2 separate regions of the Arachis hypogaea genome follow, and region 2 is linked to region 1. A link is a contact called in public Hi-C data. All regions are on one chromosome and are shown on one strand. Each heading gives the region's core, a stretch centred on a gene start, on an enhancer-like site or on the middle of the called end of the contact. The rest is flanking DNA. Distances are from core to core; before and after follow the strand shown.

What was found. A called contact is a pair of places that touch in the nucleus more often than the background predicts.
Region 2: a contact with region 1 is called in a Hi-C map of leaf, with 1.9 times the contacts expected there. The contact joins the promoter of LOC112703019 here to the promoter of LOC112703017 in region 1. A contact is called at or near these places in 3 of 8 Hi-C or Micro-C datasets (all in leaf).

The regions. Positions count from the first base shown.
Region 1 is chr7:48,033,221-48,036,336 of arahy.Tifrunner.gnm2.J5K5, forward strand. It overlaps LOC112703017, which reads right to left and starts at 1,440. Exons shown (of 2, transcript XM_025754305.3): 1 at 326-1,440. The coding sequence starts at 1,205. The coding sequence ends at 363. It overlaps TRNAS-GCU (transfer RNA serine (anticodon GCU)), which reads left to right and starts at 1,521; the gene lies at 1,521-1,602.
Region 2 is chr7:48,429,238-48,431,983 of arahy.Tifrunner.gnm2.J5K5, forward strand. It overlaps LOC112703019, which reads right to left and starts at 1,324. Exons shown (of 14, transcript XM_072199463.1): 1 at 940-1,324. It overlaps LOC140174483 (a long non-coding RNA gene), which reads left to right and starts at 1,066. Exons shown (of 2, transcript XR_011863996.1): 1 at 1,066-1,528.

The DNA.
Region 1 (3,116 bases), core at 190-2,689:
AGTCGGTGGTATTGAATAGCATCATGTAACCAAACCAAAAGACAAACGGACATTACAATTTTTGAGTAATCACTTGCTGAAAATTGATAGATTCATTATGAAAGATCTTCCAAGAACAGCAAATACACACACCATCACCATTTTACTAAACACTGGCAGTTATAATTAACTTAGAACTCAATTAGCAAGAGGGAAATCTCCATGATCTTCGGCACAGACTTAACATAACAACAATTTCAGGCTAACAACTCTTCATCACTAACACAATACCAAAACATAAAACTATAGGCAAACCAAAAGAGGAAAAAACTGCTATGTTTTGTACCTTATACATTGATGAATTTGCAGACAAGACCACCCCTTCATTCACTGCCATTGCCACCACCGATTCTGGAAAAATTCTCCGAATCACCACCCTCACCCTCCTCGCTCACCACAGATGCACCATTGGAGCCAATCAAGCCGTGCCTTGAGGCAATGTGATTCAGAGTGGTCCTCAACCCGTAGAAATCATCCTCCTCTTCCTCCATTAGCTCCGAAAGCCTCACCATCGCCGCCCTCAGCTGACTCCTGATCTCGCTCGACGTCAAAGCACCATCGAGGCCGTCTTCTTCCTCCCCTTCCGCCTCCTCCTCTGCCGCCGAAAGTCGGAACCGGCAGAGCGGGCACGAATCGTGGAGTTCGAGCCACGGCGTGATGCAATCGGAGTGGTAAAGGTGGTTACACGGAAGCTGCTTTGCTTCCTCGTCGATTTCAATGTCGTCCTTGCACACCGCGCACGAAACGACACCGGTTGGATCGAGCTGGGAGAGCAACGCGGAGGTGACAAGAATTACGGGGACGGCGGTTGCGGAGGACTTGGACGACGCTGTTTTGGAGGAAATCAGGGACGGGGAGAGTAAAGACAGTGGGTCCTCGAAAGCAACGTCGTCGTTTGGACTGTCGGTGGTGTTGGTATTGGAGTTGGAAACGAGGTGGTGGTGGATTAGGCGGTGAAAGAAGGGGGAATCAAAGAGGGAGAGAGAGGAGAGTGGTGCAACGGCGTCGTTTTGGGAAGGTGAGTCCATGAGTTCTAGGAAGTGGGTGCGGCAGTGGGGACACATGAGAGGGGAAGAACGGGAAGAGGAGAGGGCGACGCTCATGTCGCATTCGTGGCACCAATAGGTATTGAGTTCTGATTCCTCCGCCCCCGTCGCCGTCGCCATGATGGGTGGTGGTGTTGGTGCAAGCGGCTGTGGAGGAGGGGATTAATCAATTAAGTGAGGAGTTTGACTTTGAGTTTCTGAGGAGTCAGGAAAGGGCAGCGAGGAGTCATGGTTAAGATGAGAGAGAGGGGGTGGGAGGAGAACTGAAGAAGGTGAAGAGAGAGAGAAAGTGGGGCCCGCACGCAACCTTCTTCAATACAATAGGTTGGTTTGTCTATCGTTTGTTACGTTTCGTTTGGTACTTTGTGGCCTATGTCTGATCAACTAGAGCCACTATTATTAATATAATTAAAGGACAGATCACTTTGCATCAGCGTCGCTTTGGCCGAGTGGTTAAGGCGTGTGCCTGCTAAGTACATGGGGTTTCCCCGCGAGAGTTCGAATCTCTCAGGCGACGTTCTTTTTCTTCTATTTCCTTCTCTGTTATGCTATTTCACTTTATCTTTGCAAACGTTTGGAACTTGTAACATATTTAGTCTATTTACTATCTCTGCATCAGCCAAAGACAGAGAGGCAATGTAATATATTTTAAGGTCTCTCTTTTTCTTTAGCTTTTTCATAAGTGATCAATTTTGTTTGAATTTGACAATACCTGAATTGTGGTAAAGTAAATCATAAAAATAAAAATCCATAAAATTTGCCGCCACCTTGAGTACTTGCACAGAAGGACTCATATCACATTCAGAATTTTCTGTATATGACACCTGCGGATTTTATTTGATTCGAAGCCAAGGAAGCATCCTATTTTCAGCATATAGATATCTTACTTCGATCATGATGATGCGCCCTGGCCCCATGGCAAACGGTTGTTGTCTAAGTTGGTGGCATAGGTTTTCTTCTAATTATTATAGTTAAGGCCTCATAGTCCAAGCAAGTGCAAGGTGATTTGTGATATGGCTTCCCAACCCCTAGAATTATCCCGTGTAAGATGAATAATGGGGATGTTGCAGCCTAGTCTTCAATGGCAATACTGTGGGAGTTGGTGCAACATTATTTGGTGCGGACACAGAAGGATCAATGTTGGCTATGACTATAACATCAATATAACAATTGATAACGAGAATTGCTAAAGTCTATGATGATTTGCTAGGAAATTATAGTAATATGAATTGCTAAGAGTTTGAGAGAGGATTATGTTCTTAGAGTTATGTGATTAACTTTCCATGTTAGACGTTCAAATTATGGATTTAAGAGCTAAACTTTTTACGAATTCAAATTTTGTGTGCCTGACAAAATGTTGGTCCATGCAGAGCGATAGAATTACTTAAATTTTGTGTGCTTGAATAGTGTTTAATTTCCTTTTTTTTTTGAAATAAAAAAACGTTTAGATTATAGAGAGATGCTACACATTCAATTTTTTTTAGCAATCAAATCTAATCAAATTGGTCCAAATCTAACAAAAATCTGTAAGACTTCGAATTTTTAAAAATTAAATAATAAGTTATTTATGATTTATAATATTTATTTAAGATTATATTTTTAAAGATTTTTATATTAATTAAGTATTTTTTTATTTATGATTTAAAGTTTTAGTACTTGAAAAATAATAAAGATTTTATATGCTTTAATTTGAATAATTAGATTTTAAACTTTATTTTATGATTTTAAAGAAAATTGATTTATTCATGAATTAGAGAATTTATTTAAAAATAATTTATAAATTTATGAATAAAAAGTACTTTCTTTAAAGATAATTTTGTTGGAATAAAATTAGTTTTCAATTACTATATTATCCCTAATTTTTATTAAAATTACCAAATTATTTAAAAATTCCAAAATTTAAAACCCTAACTCAAACCCTAAATCTAATAGACACAGTCACTTCTACTCTTCTTTCTCGTTGTCATCCCCCAAGCTACACACATGGCTGATAAAGGAAAGAAAGAAAGGGAAAAAGAGAGAAGAGAGCTG
Region 2 (2,746 bases), core at 74-2,573, 400 kb after region 1:
TGGAACCACTTGTCCCAGAAGCTTAAAGGTACATAAATGGTTATATTTCAATCAATGTATAACATCATATTGTTTGTTAAGGAACCTTCCTACTCAAATGAATGAAGAAAAGAACCCTAACACAGTAACAGTTGAGCCTCTATCACATTGAAGACTTAGTAAAGAAAATCAATGAACTGTAACAAGCTATAATGTTCCAAATGCAGTCGAAAAAATCCAAGCTATAATCTGGCAACATAATAAGCATCCAACAAAAAGAAGGTAGGGCTTGTAAGCACAAGAACAAAACAGATGTACAAAACTGCCAAATGCCATACAAAACTAGAGTCTATAGAAGATGCTTATATCTATCTTCAGACAGATGTACATTATGACAATAAACACAGCATATTTGAAATATTAACAAGAAGATAACAAATTTGTATCCGGGGTCCCAATCATACCCCTCTCCCTCTGCCCCACCAAAAGAAACAGAAGGAAGTTTCTTGTAATAGAGCCAAATCACAGCATTTTTGTACCAAGTTTCTCACTTTCTCTTTCCAAACTCAAATTCCTTATATTGCCACACTTTCCCCAAACTTACTCCATCAATTAAATACACCACCTTGCAGATTAAGTTAAAAAGCATCATATCTACCAGGGTTAGAAACAGATCATATCACATATTACCCCAAAAAAAATTGCTTTACCTAGAAAGCAATTCCAACAACCGCCACTGAAAATGAAATCATACTTTCAAATTTCAAAACATAGTCACAACTCATAAAGCACTGAAAGAAAACCAAGTTGCAGGAAATTCAAATTTTGCAAAACATCAATCACATGAAACACAAAATCCGACACATGCAGAGAAGAAACAGAAGGTGGGAGAGATATTTCTAAATCAGAAAACTAAATTGATGATGAGATGATGGAGTTTATGATTTGATAACTACTTACCGAAAGAGAGAAAACGTGAAGGTCAAGCAAAGCAAAGCACCACATCAAAGACGCGCTTCCATAGTGATAAAACTCACCGTCAGAAAACCAAGTTGGATATAAAGGCTCAGAGAAAAAACAAAACACAAGAAACCAAAGATAATAACAAATATATCACTTTTTTTTCTAAATCACATGGTCACAATTTTCAAGGGGATATCTTTCTATGACATATCCGACATCATCCACCACAGCATATCTATCCTCACAGGCTCACAGCACGTAACTGGAATTTAAAAAAACATTAAATAAATATCTTTTTTTCTGTTTTTGGAAGATAAAAACTATATAATATGGCTGTCACTATTGAAAATTCAAGTTTGTCGTTGGCTCTCTTCTTCTTTCTGGTTGCGTTATTGAGTCGTTTGGGCGGTTGAGTGCAGAAGTAGTGTGCTTTTCTGATCAGTGATCAGTTGGTGGGAACCAAATTGTGTTCCAAAGATTGTGGAATGACAAAAATGTCCCTTAGTGGGAAGCGGCTGCTATGGCGTCATCAGCATCAACGGCCACGTTGTGGCATGAAGGGACAGCTGCCCTTTTACATGATAAGGTACTTCTTGCCCAATTGGAAATTGGAAAGTAGAAATAAAAATTAAAAATTAGAAATTAGAACTTACGATGCATTTAAGAAGCAATAACTTTATGAGATTGATATGAGATATTTTTGTATGAAATGCTATTAATTGATTTGCGATCATTTTACGGGATTTGTTACTTTACTTTTAAGAATACTATGATGATATAAATACATATAATCAACTTTGATTGTATTGGTCAAACAGCTATCTCATTTATATGTTTACATAAATGTCAAAACTTTGACTTTATTTTATATATATAATAATTTATTAATAAAAAATAAATTATCAAATAAAATTTTAATTTATGATAAATTAATTTTTAACTTTTCAAATTTAACGTTTCATAGGCAAACAAAACGTCATAAAAGTATAATTAAAGCTATAATATAATACAATAATAACTAAAGTAAGACTGAAATTATAATTTTAATTATCTTACTAAATTAATGTATTATTTGTAAGAATGGTAACTTAAAGGTAAAAAAAATATATATATTAAATTAATAAATAACATAATATGTATTATTTTTTTATAAAACAAATATTAAAATATTAATTCAAATATCATAATTAATTTTTTATTAATCTATTTTATTCAATACACTAGACATAATATATACAATGTCAAATTAAATCATTAAACAACACTTTAACATTATTTAATTTAAATATTTAAATGTTATCTTATTTATAAAACAGAAAGAATAAAGTTAGCTAAGAAACAAACAACTACAAAAAATAGTCTGAATGTTGTCCAAACAATACTTTTGGTTTGTTGTCATCAAATACTAATGGTATGAAATATGATTAGTGTTTTGGACAATGAGAAAATGACGTTATTAGCTAAACGGCTAAGTTATTAAAATTAATAAAGTCATTAACTCACGAAATTGTCAAATCATACATTAAATATAAATATTATTAAAGGCATTAAATATATAATGACAGTTATATTCGTATTTTTGTTGTGATTACGAGCTTATGAAATCAGGAGTTTGGAGATTCTAATTTGAGCGGACGTCAAAACTAAACTGAAAAAGTTACTTGTAAGATATTTCAATGCTTAAGTTAATAGTGTTCAGAGGAGTTAGTGTTTGTTAGACTTTACCTGATCAAGACTCATCCCTTTTTCGTCTTTCAAATTTGCGACGTTTGTTATCATGTCGTGGTGACCACCTCTATCTTTG